Regions from separate parts of the Hordeum vulgare genome. Here region 1 is linked to region 2. The links are chromatin contacts, called in public Hi-C maps. All regions are on one chromosome and are shown on one strand. Each heading gives the region's core, a stretch centred on a gene start, on an enhancer-like site or on the middle of the called end of the contact. The rest is flanking DNA. Distances are from core to core; before and after follow the strand shown.

Evidence for each region. A called contact is a pair of places that touch in the nucleus more often than the background predicts.
Region 1: a Hi-C map of leaf shows a contact between it and region 2, with 3 times the contacts expected there. The contact joins the promoter of LOC123437679 here to the enhancer-like site in region 2. A contact is called at or near these places in 2 of 6 Hi-C or Micro-C datasets (both in leaf).

Annotation. Positions count from the first base shown.
Region 1 is chr1H:367,136,213-367,143,005 of MorexV3_pseudomolecules_assembly, forward strand. It overlaps LOC123437679 (serine/threonine-protein kinase BSK1-2-like), which reads left to right and starts at 4,939. Exons shown (of 9, transcript XM_045115726.1): 1 at 4,939-5,390; 2 at 5,502-5,637; 3 at 6,331-6,464. The coding sequence starts at 5,019.
Region 2 is chr1H:367,038,030-367,044,685 of MorexV3_pseudomolecules_assembly, forward strand. No RefSeq gene overlaps it. Among protein-coding and RNA genes, the nearest start is that of LOC123437636, 17 kb to the left of the region's middle. Within about 2 kb of position 2,077, at least 3 of the 3 cell types and tissues checked have open chromatin away from gene starts, as enhancers often do. A contact at or near this core is called in leaf, where this site is marked.

The sequences.
Region 1 (6,793 bases), core at 3,689-6,188, 100 kb after region 2:
GATGAATCACATCCGGCATAATCATCCATCACCAATCCAATGCCTACGAGTCTTCTACTGCTGTTACTTGCTACTGCTGTCACTACTGTTGTTCCTTGCTACTGCTGTCACTACTGCTTTTACTTGCTACTTTGTTGCTACCTCCCGCAAGACTTTTCTAGGCGCCATTGATACAACAAGTTAGGAATAGTCTGCCGTCAACATACCCTTTTTTGGCATCGTTGTTATCATACCACTTTGCTACTGATACTTTGCTTGCAGATACTAATCTTTCAGGTGTGATTGAATTGACAACTCAGCTGCTAATACTTGAGAATATTCTTTCGCTTCCCCTTGAGTCGAATCAATAAATTTGGGTTGAATACTCTACCCTCGAAAACTGTTGCGATCCCCTACACTTGTGGGTTATCAGATCTCAACTTGTTCTAAAGTTCGTTCCCTAAAAACACAACCGGCACAACTATCTAGGTTGTCTCTAGAAGCATCGGTTAGTCCATTATAGAAGATATCAAGTATTTCATTCTTCTCAAGAGGGTGATCAGGCAAAGCATTCAGTAGCTGGATGATCCTCCCCCAAGCTTGTGGGAGACTCTCTTCTTCAACTTGCGCAAAGTTGTATTTTTCCTACAAGGCAGCTTGCTTCTTATGGGCAGGGAAATATTTTTCAGAGAAGTAGTAGATCATATCCTGGGGGCTACACACACAACCAGGAGCAAGAGAAGTGAACCAAGTCTTAGCATCATCCTTTAGCGAGAAAGGAAACAATTTAAGGATATAGTAGTGGCGGATCTTTTCCTCACTCGTGAATAGGGTGGCTATATCGTGCAGTTTGGTAAGATGGGCTACAACCGTTTCAGACTCATAACCGTGAAAAGGATCATATTTGACCAGAGTGATTAACTCAGGGTCAACAGAGAATTCATAATCCTTATCGGTCACAAAGATAGGCGAAGTAGCAAACTTCGGGTCGTATTTCATCCTCGCATTCAGAGATTTTTCTTTCCACTTGCGCAGTAATTTCTCAACATCATAGCTATCCTTACACGCAAGAAAATCCTTAGCTATCTCTCCCTCCATAACATAACCCTCAGGCATATCAGGCAATTCATATCTAGGAGAGCTAGTTCTAACAGGCAAAATAGCAGGTTCTACTTCAATAATCTCAGCAGTTTCATAAGTATCATCACATGTAGAAGCAACTCTAGCAATTTGTGCATCAAGGAATGCACCTAGTGGCAAAGTAGTATCAAGCATAGCATCATCACAAGCATCATGGATAGCAGAAGTAGCATCATCAAGCACATGCGACATATCAAGATTTCTAGCAGGAGGTGGTGTCGCAAACTTACTCATAACTGAAGGTGAATCAAGTGCAGAGCTAGATGGCAGTTCCTTACCCGTCCTCGTAGTTGAGGGCAAGACTTTAGTTCTTGGATCTTTCGGATTCCTCATAGTGACCAGCAAACGTAAATCCCAAGTGACTCAGAGAATATAGCTATGCCTCCCCGGCAACGGCGCCAGAAAATAACACGTTGACGGGAGAATATTCTTGACTTGGCTTCCCCGGCAACGGCGTCAGAAAAAGGTCTTGATAACCGACAAGTATAGGGGATCGCAACAGTTTTCGAGGGTAGAGTATTCAACCCAAATTTATTGATTCGACACAAGGGGAAGCCAAAGAATATTCTCAAGTATTAGCAGTTGAGTTGTCAATTCAAACACACCTGAAAGATTTAGTATTTGCAGCAAAGTATCTGTAGCAGAGTAGTGTGATAGCAATAATAGCAACGGTAACCAGTAGCAGCAAAGTGAAAGCAGTAGCAGCAAAGTAACAACAGTAGTAACAGAGTAACAGTAGCAGAAGTGACACCAGTAGCAGCAAAGTAACGTAGCAAGGGCCAGTAGGAAAAACTCGTAGGCATTGGATCGGTTATGGATGATTATGCCAGATGTTATTCATCATGAAACAGTTATAACACGGAGAGATATGTAACTAGCTCCAGTTCGTCAATGTAATGTAGGCATGTATTCCGTATGTAGTCATACGTGCTTAGGGAAAAGAACTTGCATGACATCTATTGTCCATCCCTCCCGTGGCAGCGGGGTCCTAATGGAAACTACGGGATATTAAGCTTCTCCTTTTAATAAAGAACCGGACCAACGCATTAACACTTGGTGAATACATGAACTCCTCATACTATGGTCATCTCCGGGAGTGGTTCCGGCTATTGTCACTCCGGGGTTGCCGGGTCATAACACATAGTAGGTGACTACAACTTGCAAGATAGGATCAAGAACACACATATATTGGCGACAACATAATAGGTTCAGATCTGAAATCATGGCACTTGGGCCCTAGTGACAAGCATTAAGCATGGCAAAGTAGTATCAACATCAATCTCAGAACATAGTGGATACTAGGGATCCATCCCCGTCAAAACTAACTCGATTACATGATAGATCTCATCCAACCCATCACCGTCCAGCAAGCCTACAATGAGATTACTCACGAACGGTGAAGAGCATCATAGAATTGGCGATGAAGGATGGTTGATGATGACGATGGCGACGATCTCCCCTCTCCGGAGCCCAGAATGGACTCCAGATCTGCCCTCCAGAGGAAGAACAGGAGGTGGCGGCGCCTTCGTATCGTGAAACGCGATGCACTCTTCTCCCTGATTTTTTCCGGACGAAAGGGACTAAATAGAGCTGAGATTGGAGGCGGTGGAGCCCCGAGGGCCCCACAAGCTAGCCAGGCGCGGCTTGGGGGGGGGGGCTGGTGGGCTTGTGGGCTCTCAGCTCCACCTCTCTGGTTGATTCTTGCGCTCGTATTTTTTATATATTCCACAAAAAATCCCCGTAAATTTCCAGGTCATTCCGAGAACTTTTATTTCTGTGCAAAAACAACACCATGGCAATTCTGATGAAAACAATGTTAGTCCGGGTTAGTTCCATTCAAATCATGCAAATTAGAGTCCAAAACAAGTGCAAAAGAGTTTGAAAAAGTAGATACGATGGAGACGTATCAGGGTCTCGGATTTTCTAACGCATGTTGAGGAAGGCAATCCAGGTTGCCGGTAGCTGGTGATCAACTTAGCCAAGAGGACCTTGCCTGTAATATGGTTCAGTGTCAAACACTAGCTCCTCCTGCTCGCTCTCAATGATCATGTTGCGCAAGACAACACAACAAGTCACGACTTCCCACATTTGATCTTTTGACCAGGTCTGAGCGAGGTACCGGACAACAGCAAAACGAGATTGAAGCACACAAAATGCCCGCTCGACATCCTTCCGGTAAGCTTCTTGACGCTTGGCAAAATAGGAGTGCTTGTCTCCTGGGTGCAGGATTTGAGATAGTCTTCACAAATGTGGACCATCTCGGATAGATGCCATATGCTAGGTAGTATCCCTTGTTGTAGTGGAGCCCATTGACCTCATAGTTAACGGGAGGAGCATGACCTTCAACAAGCTTGGCAAAGACATTCGAGCACTGCAGTACGTTGATGTCATTGTGAGTTCCTGGCATACTAAAGAAGGAGCACCAAATCCAGAGGTCATGTGTGGCCACTGCCTCAAGTACCACACTGTAACCTCCTTTGACGCCTTTGTACATCCCTTGCCAAGCAAATGAACAATTTTTTTCATTTCCAATGCATGCAGTCGATGCTTCCAAGCATCCCAGGAAATCCTATTTCTGCATTCTGTGCTAGGATCTGAGCTGTGTCTTCAGCATTGGGTGATCGCAAATATTGATGTCCAAAAACTGCCACCACTGCCCTGCACAACTTATAGAAACACTCAATGGTGGTGGACTCGGCCATGCGTCCATAGTCTTCCAGAATATCACCGGGAGCTCCGTACGCAAGCATCCTCATAGTTATCGTGCACTTCTGGAGCGAGGTGAATCCAAGTGTGCCGATGCAATACCTTTTGCACTTGAAGTACCTGTCGAACTCCCTGATAGAATCCACAATCCCGAGGAATAGCTTCCGGCTCATACAATAACAACGTCAGAATACTTTGTCGCCGTGCAGAGGAGCATCTGCGAAGTAGTCGGCGTAGAGCAAGCAATAGCCTTCCAGTCAATGCCTCTGCTTTGCCTTCAGCCGGCCCGACGCCGAGCCACCTCGTCGTGGCTCTGCATTGCTCGCGAACATGCCAACCAGAGAGGCGAGGACCATGCGGTGCTCTTCATCCTGGGCGTCGACATCGACTTCCTCCTCCATTAGCGTCGCGAACGTCTTCTCGTCGTCGGAGTCCATGGGCCAGGCAAATCGCCGAACACCTGGCGGGCGTGGCAGATGCGCAGCCGTGTACGTGCCCGGAGTGCCGAGAAAACTCGCCAAGAAACGGGAGGGGGCGAATCCGCAGCGAAGTCGATGGGGAGATGGCCTTTGTAGCGGCGGTAGGCAGATGGGGTGGCGCCGAAATCGGCACGGTGGCGGAAGGTGTGGTGCGCTCTGGAGAAGAAAATGCCTCTTTTCGCCTGACAAGGACCCGGCGCGTCGTTTTCCCTTCTGCCACCGTCTCCGGGCGCCCCCCAACGCACTTGATTCGGCTTGGGACCGTCAGGGTCAATTCGGTCCTAACGAAAACCGGTTCCTAAGGGCGCAAGTAAGCCGTTTTTCACTCGTCGGTGAAAAAAATAACCTGAAGATGGCGTGTTGAGGTCGCGGGTGGAGATGCTCGTAGTTTCTTGTCTCGGTCAACATTTGTGCATGACCTGTCAAGCTTGGGTGGTCGTATTATATAACAAGCGTGTGTGTACACATGTGCGTCATCTGGTAAGGAAGAAATGGACTCAGCCGACGTCTGCGTTACAGACTACAGTGGTCGTAACCCAAAGAGCACGAGCGAACGAGACCCCACACCAGAGCCCAGAGAAGCCGCAAGCAAAGCAAGTTACAAAAACCGTCTCCGTTTCCTCGCTCCCACGCACACGAGCGCACAGCCGCGCACGCAACAAAAGGCACGGCCAGCGGGAGACGCCGACGGACTTTTCTCCTCACGCTTCGTTCATGGGTTGCTGCGGCTCCTCGCTGCGGTCGTGGGTCCACGCGGAGAAGCCGCCCGGCCCGCGGCGGCCTGCTCCCCCTACCCCGCCGCCGCACCGCCCCTCCTTCTCCCTCAAGGCGCAGAAGGCCGCTCCCCCGGCGGCCGCGGCGCCGGCCGCGCGCGGGGTGGAGGAGGTCCCGGCGCTCGCGGAGTTCTCGCTGGCGGAGCTCCGCGCGGCCACGGACGGCTTCGCGGCGGGGAACATCGTGTCGGAGAGCGGCGAGAAGGCCCCCAACCTCGTCTACAGGGGCCGGCTGCGGGGAGGCGCCGCCCCTCGCGCCATCGCCGTCAAGAAGTTCGCCAAGCATGCCTGGCCCGACCCCAAGCAGTTCGCGGTAGGTAGGGAGGGAGAGGAGGCGAGGAGCTCGTGGTTTGGTGTGTGGCTGAATTGGGGGTTTAGAGGGGACATATGGTTTTGACGAATTGCTCGTTTGGTCGGTTTCCAGGAGGAGGCGAAGGGGGTGGGCAAGCTGCGGCACCGGAGGCTGGCAAACCTCATCGGCTACTGCTGCGACGGCGACGAGCGGCTGCTTGTCGCCGAGTTCATGTCCAACGATACCCTCGCCAAGCACCTGTTCCACTGTGAGTCCCCCAAGTAGCCCCGCGCATATTGTCTTTGCTTAGTAGTTGCCCGGGCCGTTTCTTGATTCTACTGAACCTGGGGATCCTTTGCTTTAGTGCATGTCGCTGAATTATGGGACGAGGTAAGCAAGTGCGGAATTTGGCAAGTTACTGTGTCTGCACAAGGCTTCTACTCAGTGCAGTTGTTTGCAGCATTTTGATATCGAACTTAAGCAATTGATAGTTCATACTTGTTATTATTTTGATTATCTCCCTGGCTGCAATTGAGTGTAGTTTATCACAAATGATATGAGTTTCTATGTATATTAAACAAATCCTGTTTGTGATTGCTAATTCTGTCATTCTTGAGTTAAAGACTTACTGGTGATGACATTTATCACCAAAGGGAAGTTATTATTTCTGCACAAGGCTTCTACTCAGTGCAGCTGCTTGCAGCATTTTGATGTAGAACTTAGGATATTGATAGTTAATGCTTGATTGACCTCCCCTTAGGTTCCCAGCTCCCATGCTCACTTGTTATTTTGATTATCACCTTGGATACAAGGGAAATATTGCACACATCCTGTTTGTGATTGCTAATTTGGTCATTTTGAGTTAAATATCGACAAGTGATGGCACTTATCATACTTGTTACGGCCTTGGAAATAACTATCAAATTAATTTGCTCTTCGCCATACTTTTGCCGTTGTGCAGGGGAAAACCAGACTATTGAATGGGCTATGCGTCTGAGAGTCGCATGCTACATTGCCGAAGCATTGGGATATTGCAGCAATGAGGAACGCTCTTTATATCATGACCTAAATGCATACAGAGTCCTCTTTGACGAGGTAAATGATCAGTAAGACAAGTCTGTTTAAGTATATAGAACTCTGTCAGACCAATGACTACTGTCTTGTGCTAATGGCCATGGTGGCGATGTTTAGAGGTTTTCAGGTTTAGATTTCTTTTTACCTAAAAATAGTTAAGATTTTTTCTGTTAACAAGAAACGGAAATGTTAGCAGTAAGCTGTCTTTTTCTGCACTGTTTATGACACATATAAACTAGGATAATTCGGTTACTAGGAAAATTGTTTAGCAGAACTTACATTGACATTTGGAAGATGTGATGCATTCAATTTATTTACAACTTCACCAAGTAGGTTTTATGAGTTGTTGA
Region 2 (6,656 bases), core at 827-3,326:
GTGCCACTCGGTGTAACCAACTCTCAAAACTCGGTTTCACCGAATCACTAGGGTTTATATAGGTTTTCAATCTTGATACCACCGATCTTAAAATCTCGGTGTCACCGAGTTGCTCTATCCTCACGCAGTTAAGCATATGGTGGAACCAATTTTTTTTGGTTCGGTGTCACTAACAGCGGGTGGGTACATATATCTTGCGGTCCGAACTTTGAAATTAATATTCAAATGACGACCCCACAACCCACTGCTGTCGCCGCTCGTGTCCACAGACATTCTACCTTGCCTCTCATGCGCCCTCGCAGTAGGAGTCCCCTGTCGTCAACGGGAATCCTCCCCGCTGTTGCCACCGTAGCAAAGTCTTCACCGAGTTAGGGAAAGATTTTGATCCCTTTTGTGCTTCAACCGCCGATTCTTACGCATTAGGATGTATTCTCCTTCTTGCTACTGATTGCAACCATTTCATCCACAAGAAAATCCCATAGATATAGGCGAACGAAAAAAATTAGGTCTACCTTTCCGTTGTACATGTCTTGGAGTCATTGAGTGGAAAAGGATCGGTGTCACTGATCTGGTTTTTAGGGTTTCTGAGAACAGTATCGGAGAGACTCGGTCACTTTTTAGTGAAACCGAAAAGCGTGAACAAGTCTCTATTAAAGAGGTTGTCAGTCTTGGAAGCTCCCAAGATCTAAAGTCGGTGGAACCGAAACCTATATAGTGGAAATCCAAAACTAAGTTTTTGAGTTAATATTTTGAGAAAATGTCTGTATTTTGTGATGCTCATCTTGTCCAGTCCTCTACATCTATTCATATGGTCAGTTCTTGCCTATATCAGGATTCATAGGACTGTTAGAATGAGTTCAGAGAGCCAAGTGCAGATCTTGATGCTGGCACTAGTCCAGAAGCTAGTTTTTCAAACCCACGCACCACGTACCAATCGTTACTTCATGAGTTGGCTTCCATATTAGGAGCCCCAAAGGTGCAAGAAAGAGAAGTTCATGTGTGTACTAAGTCCAAGATGAATCACAACTCCATGGCAAATATGTATAGCCCGATTCCTAAGGAGTATCTAAAGTCCCACATGCTTGGCTCAGTTTACTTCTTGCAAGCAGGACTGCCTACCACCAATACCATTTTGAGGCATACTTGGATGCCAAGGTGAGGCGATGATAAGATGATTCGAGACTATTCCATCAACATGCTGCATCATGTGGATAGCCACGCCAGATTTAGAGTGATGGATTTGATTGTAGAGACAATCAAGAGAACAACTCCTCACCAGAACATGTCGTGTGGATATGCTCCTTACATTCATATGCTCATCAATTTCAAAGTTGGGAAAAGCATATGTCTACTTGATCGACCACACCCGTTGAAAGTACATGAATGTTTCCTAGAGGGAGCGGTGAATAGGTGTTTTAAAATAATTACGGTTTAGGCTAACATTGAATTAGTCAAGCACAAAACCTAAAACAACTAAGCTCACCTATGTGCACTAACAACTTATTCTAAGCAAGATAAACAACTAAGTGATAGCAAGATATATAACAAGTGAATTAGTCAAGCACAAAACCTAAAACAACTAAGCTCACCTATGTGCACTAACAACTTATTCTAAGCAAGATAAACAACTAAGTGATAGCAAGATATATAACAAGTAGGCCTGGGCGTTCGGTAGAAACCGAAAATTGGGTTAGAAACCGAAAATTGGGTTTTTACCGTTCGGTTTATTTCTAAATTCGGTTAGCAACACACAAAATCGAAAATGTCAATGAAACAGAGCTAAAAGAAATTTCGGTTAACCGACTTGTTTGGTTTGGTTATCGGTTTTCACCGAATGCTCAATAACCTGTTACGTGCGCGCAACTTCGAGCGCACCTACACTCCACACCCCGTCTCTTTATATCTTGAGCACTCTGTCACCATCTATGAGACTAGACGAGGTGGGACTAATCATCTCCTGCCGTTGCACACTTCATGAGCACACAAAATTAAATTACATTGCCGGTCCAGGCCTGCCACTAAAGGCTCTATGTTGCACGTGAGACAAGTAGGCCTTGGGCCGTTGGTTCACCCAGGCACGTGCATGGGCCACCCCTACGCATGGCTATGACCAGTTGGCCTGACGCGCAATAGGAGGCGCGTACAAGAACTTCTCACGTGTATTCGCATTCTGGAACTTGGAGTACTTCGGTTTTTCCTTTCGGTTAGCAGCATAATACCGAAATGACTGATACGAGTTCGGTTACTGCAAGCAAAAACCGATTTTCAACCCACAAACAAAAAAACTGAAAATTCGGTTTTTTCGGTTTCAGCTTCGGTTCGGTGTTCGGTTCCTTGGTTTATATGCCCATCCCTAATAACAAGAAACAATGTGGCTACCACAAAGTAAAGTGCATAACTAAAGGGCTCGGGTAAGAGATAACTGTTGGGGATATTATCTGCGACATGACCCGCCATAGTTGGGCCGGGTCACCAAGTGGGCGACTCATCCTTTGGTGATGCAAGCCTTGGCTTGGAGGGCCCAGGAGCCGGATGGCGGTTCAAGATCTACATGGACGATAGGCCATCGAGGAGGTTTCCAGTCTTGGAAAGTACGGGGACTTAGAGAAAAAGGAAACCACGATCTGTATCGTGGTTGAGACTCTTGTAAACCCTAAGACCTCGACCTATATATAAAGACGAGTCCCGGGGAGGATAGGGTAGGTTAGAAATCATTGAGAGCTAGGTCAGGCGAGTTACGCCCTCCTTGTAATCGAAACACCATCAATACAACACAAAGAAGGACGTAGGCTTTTACCTCCTCACGAGGGGCCGTACCTGGGTAAATCTGAATCCCGCTCCCGTTCAACCCATTTGAGTCGCTACCGAGGTGCGATGGCTCCATCATTAAGTACTTTCACTAGGACATCTGCCGTGACAAAACCATGATAGTTGGTGCCCACCGTGGGGCCTATGCACGGTGGAGTTGAGTTCTCGAAGGGAGCCCTACCAAGGTCAGGGAGCTACGCGGCTGGGCTCATGACCCGGAGCCGCCGCAGAAAGTACTACATCGACAACTCGCTGTGGGGGCCCGAAGTCGATTCAATTGAATCCGGCTACAGAGTCCCCCTCGACAAGGTCAACATCTTCATCGGCATGGTCGGTGCACCCATGCCTGAGCCGGACATCTTCCCGACACCGTCGAGCCGGCCAGGTATGTCCGTCCCGTTGCGATGCCAAGCCTGACGCAGCCGGTCTTCATTGGCTTCACGCAGGGATCTGATGAACCAGAGCGATGGGCGACTCAGGAGACTACGCCGGTCAACATTGACGACGAGTCATCCATGGGCGACACAGATTCAATTCAGTCTCTGCATGAGGGCTGCCTCGGAGATCTGTCGCTGGCGATGGATCCCGAAGTCCTCGAGCGGACCCACCGTCAGATCGCCGTATATATGGCGGGGGTGACACAGTCCCAGCAAAACTCCGCAGGCAACAACGAGGCTGGCGAACCATCCAAGGGCCCAGCTGTGGTCCTGGTGGACCTGCCGGCGGAGATAACAAGGATCATGGCGACCCCAATGACGGCAGAAAACCAAGGAACAATAAACGCTGAGTTGGCAAAGCTGCGAGACGAGATGGCGAAGGCCCAGCGAGATGCAGAGGCATAAGCCGCCAGGATTGAGACTTGGCAAGCTCAGATCACCGCTGAGACGGCCCGCTTGAACACCGAGAACTCGCGACTTGAAAGGCATCAGCGCACGTCCGACGCTGTCCATCAGAGGAGGCACCAGGGGCGTTTACCCCTGATCTAAACCCTACCCGCCTTTTCGACACTCCGCGCACCCCCGGGGCCTGAACCGTTCCAGGAGGAGGGCCGGCTCAGCCACCAAACCCGCCGCTTCAGCCAGCAGATGATCGCGTTCCTCGTTTCCAGATGCCTCAAGGCCACTTTTCCAACCCCGTGGACAACGTGCTCGCCGCAACTCGCCACTTAGAATCCCTTCCGATTTATGGCAACACCCCGGCTGAGATAGAAGCGAGAAACACCATTGAGATGTTGAAAACGGCGGTGGTTCAGAACGCGCAATTCTCACACAACCTCGATCAGCTGCACTCCACCCCCCAGGCGAGCCGCACCAGAAGCCGACCGGTGGACCAACCGCCATAACCAGCGGACCGTGACACCTACCTCAGGGTAACCCGCCTGATCATCGGGAACCTCCCGTCCGCAACACCTTTGGGGCGACATGCCAGGATCACCAGGACATCCAAACCCGCCCAGCGCCACTTAGCGGAGGCGGCAGGCAAGTAGGGGTGCCATGCTTTGCCCCTGCCCTACGCAACGAGCGGATGCCGAAGGACTTTAAAGGACCAAGGAAGGTGCCCAACTACACCCCGGACCTTGAGCCGGCATCATGGGTTGAGAGTTACGAACTCGCAATGGACATGCTCGACGTAAGTGAAGCAGTCTGTGCCAGGTACTTTACAATGATGCTTGAAGGGACGGCGCGCACTTGGTTGAAAAACCTCCTACCCAACTCCATCCAAACTTGGGCTGAACTGAAGGAACGTTTCATCAAAAACTTTCGGGGAACTTGCAAACGCCCGATGATGATCGTCGACTTACAGCATTGCGTTCAACGCCCCGATGAGTCGGCCCACCACTGGACGCGGCGGGTTGCGGAAATCATCCACTCGTCAGACGACATCATGGCGGCTCAAACCGTGCTGATCCTGGAGCAAAACTGCCACTATGAGCCCTTGGTACAGAAGCTGGGGCGACTCAAGCGCAAGGTTCAGGACATGGGCGAATTGATGGACACCCTCACTCGGTATGCCGGAGCAGACGATACTAAAGATCCAGGAGAGGACGGCAGCAAGGCCAACTCGCCGAGGAAAGGTGAGTCATCCAAGAATCACTCCCGTTTTTAGGGACGCGCCCACCATAATCATGGTGGAAATGGCAAGAGAAGGCAGCAGAAATGATCCACGGACTTCGTCGCCAACACCAATGCTAACAATGGCAATCAGCACCAGAAGAAGAGGGGATACCGTGGCAAGAAGCCGCGCAACTATAACGAGATACTTATGGGCCCCTGCCCGCATCACGCCACGGCGGAAGGACCGCGACTCACTCTTGGGAAGACTGCTACGTAATGCAGGAATTTCGGGCGGAGGTGCTCAAGAAGGGCCAAGCCGGTGACCAGAGCCAACGGCAGGAACAATTTGGTGCGCCTAATCAATGTCAGAACCCGTTCGGCGGTTTTCCCGAACCACGGGCCCAGGGCGGCCCGCAACCAAGCAGTGGCAAGTACCCTGTGCATAACTGATACGTCCATTTTGCATCATGTTTTCATGTTGATATTTATTGCTTTTTGGGCTGTTATATTACTTGTGGTACCATATTTATGCCTTTTCTCTCTTATTTTGCAAGGATTATTTGAAGAGGGAGAATTCAGGCAGCTGGAATTCTAGACTGGAAGAGGAGCAAATCCTAGTCCACTATTCTGCACATCTCCAAATGCCCTAAAAATTTACGTGGATTTTTTCTGGATTATATTAAAAATACTTGGCGAAAGAACTACCGGAAGGGGGCCACCAGGGCCCCACAAGCCCCCACTCTGCCACCCCCCTGGTGGCGGTGGGCAAGCTTGTGGGCTACCTGAAGGCCCACTAGCCCCATCTTTTGCTATATGAAGCGTCCTGGTCTGGAAAAAAATCAATAGGGAGCTTTTTCATGGTTTCGCCGCCGCCACGAGGCGGAACTTGAGCAGATCCAATCTAGAGCTCCGACAGGACGATCCTGCCGGGGAAACTTACCTCCCGGAGGGGGAAATCGTCGCCATCGTCATCACCAACACTCCTCGAGGCATCTTCATCAACATCTTCATCAGCACCATCTCCTCTCCAATCCCCAGTTCATCTCTTGTAACCAATCTTCGTCTTGCAACTCCGATTGGTACTTGTAAGGTTGCTAGTAGTGTTGATTACTCTTTGTAGTTGATGCTAGTTGGATTATTTGGTGGAAGAGTTTATGTTCAGATCCTTGATGCTATTCATTACACCTCTGGTCATGATTATGATTATGTCTTGTGAGTAGTTACTTTTGTTCCTGAGGATATGGGATAAGTCATGCTGATAATAGTCATGTGAATTTGATATTCGTTCGGTATTTTGATATGATGTATGTTGTTTTCCTCTAATGGTGTTATGTGAACGTCTACTACATAACAATTCACCATATTTGGGCCTAGAGGAAGGCATTGGGAAGTAGTAAGTAGATGATGGGTTGTTGGAGTAACAGAAGCTTAAACCCCAGCCTATGTGTTGCTTCGTGAGGGGCTGATTTGGATCCACTAGTTTAATGCTATGGTTAGACTTTGTCTGAATTCTTCTTTTGTAGTTGTGGATGCTTGCGAGAGAGGTTAATCATAAGTGGGATGCTTGTCCAAGTAAGGGCAGTACCCAAGCGCCGGTCCACCCACATATCAAACTATCAAAGTAACGAACGCGAATCATATGAACATGATGAAACTAGCATGACAGAAATTCCCGTGTGTCCTCGGGAGCATTTTTCCTCCTATAAGACTTTGTTCAGGCTTGTCCCTTGCTAAAAAAGGGATTGGGCCACTTTCTGCACCGTTGCTACTACTTGTTACTTGCTACTTTTCACC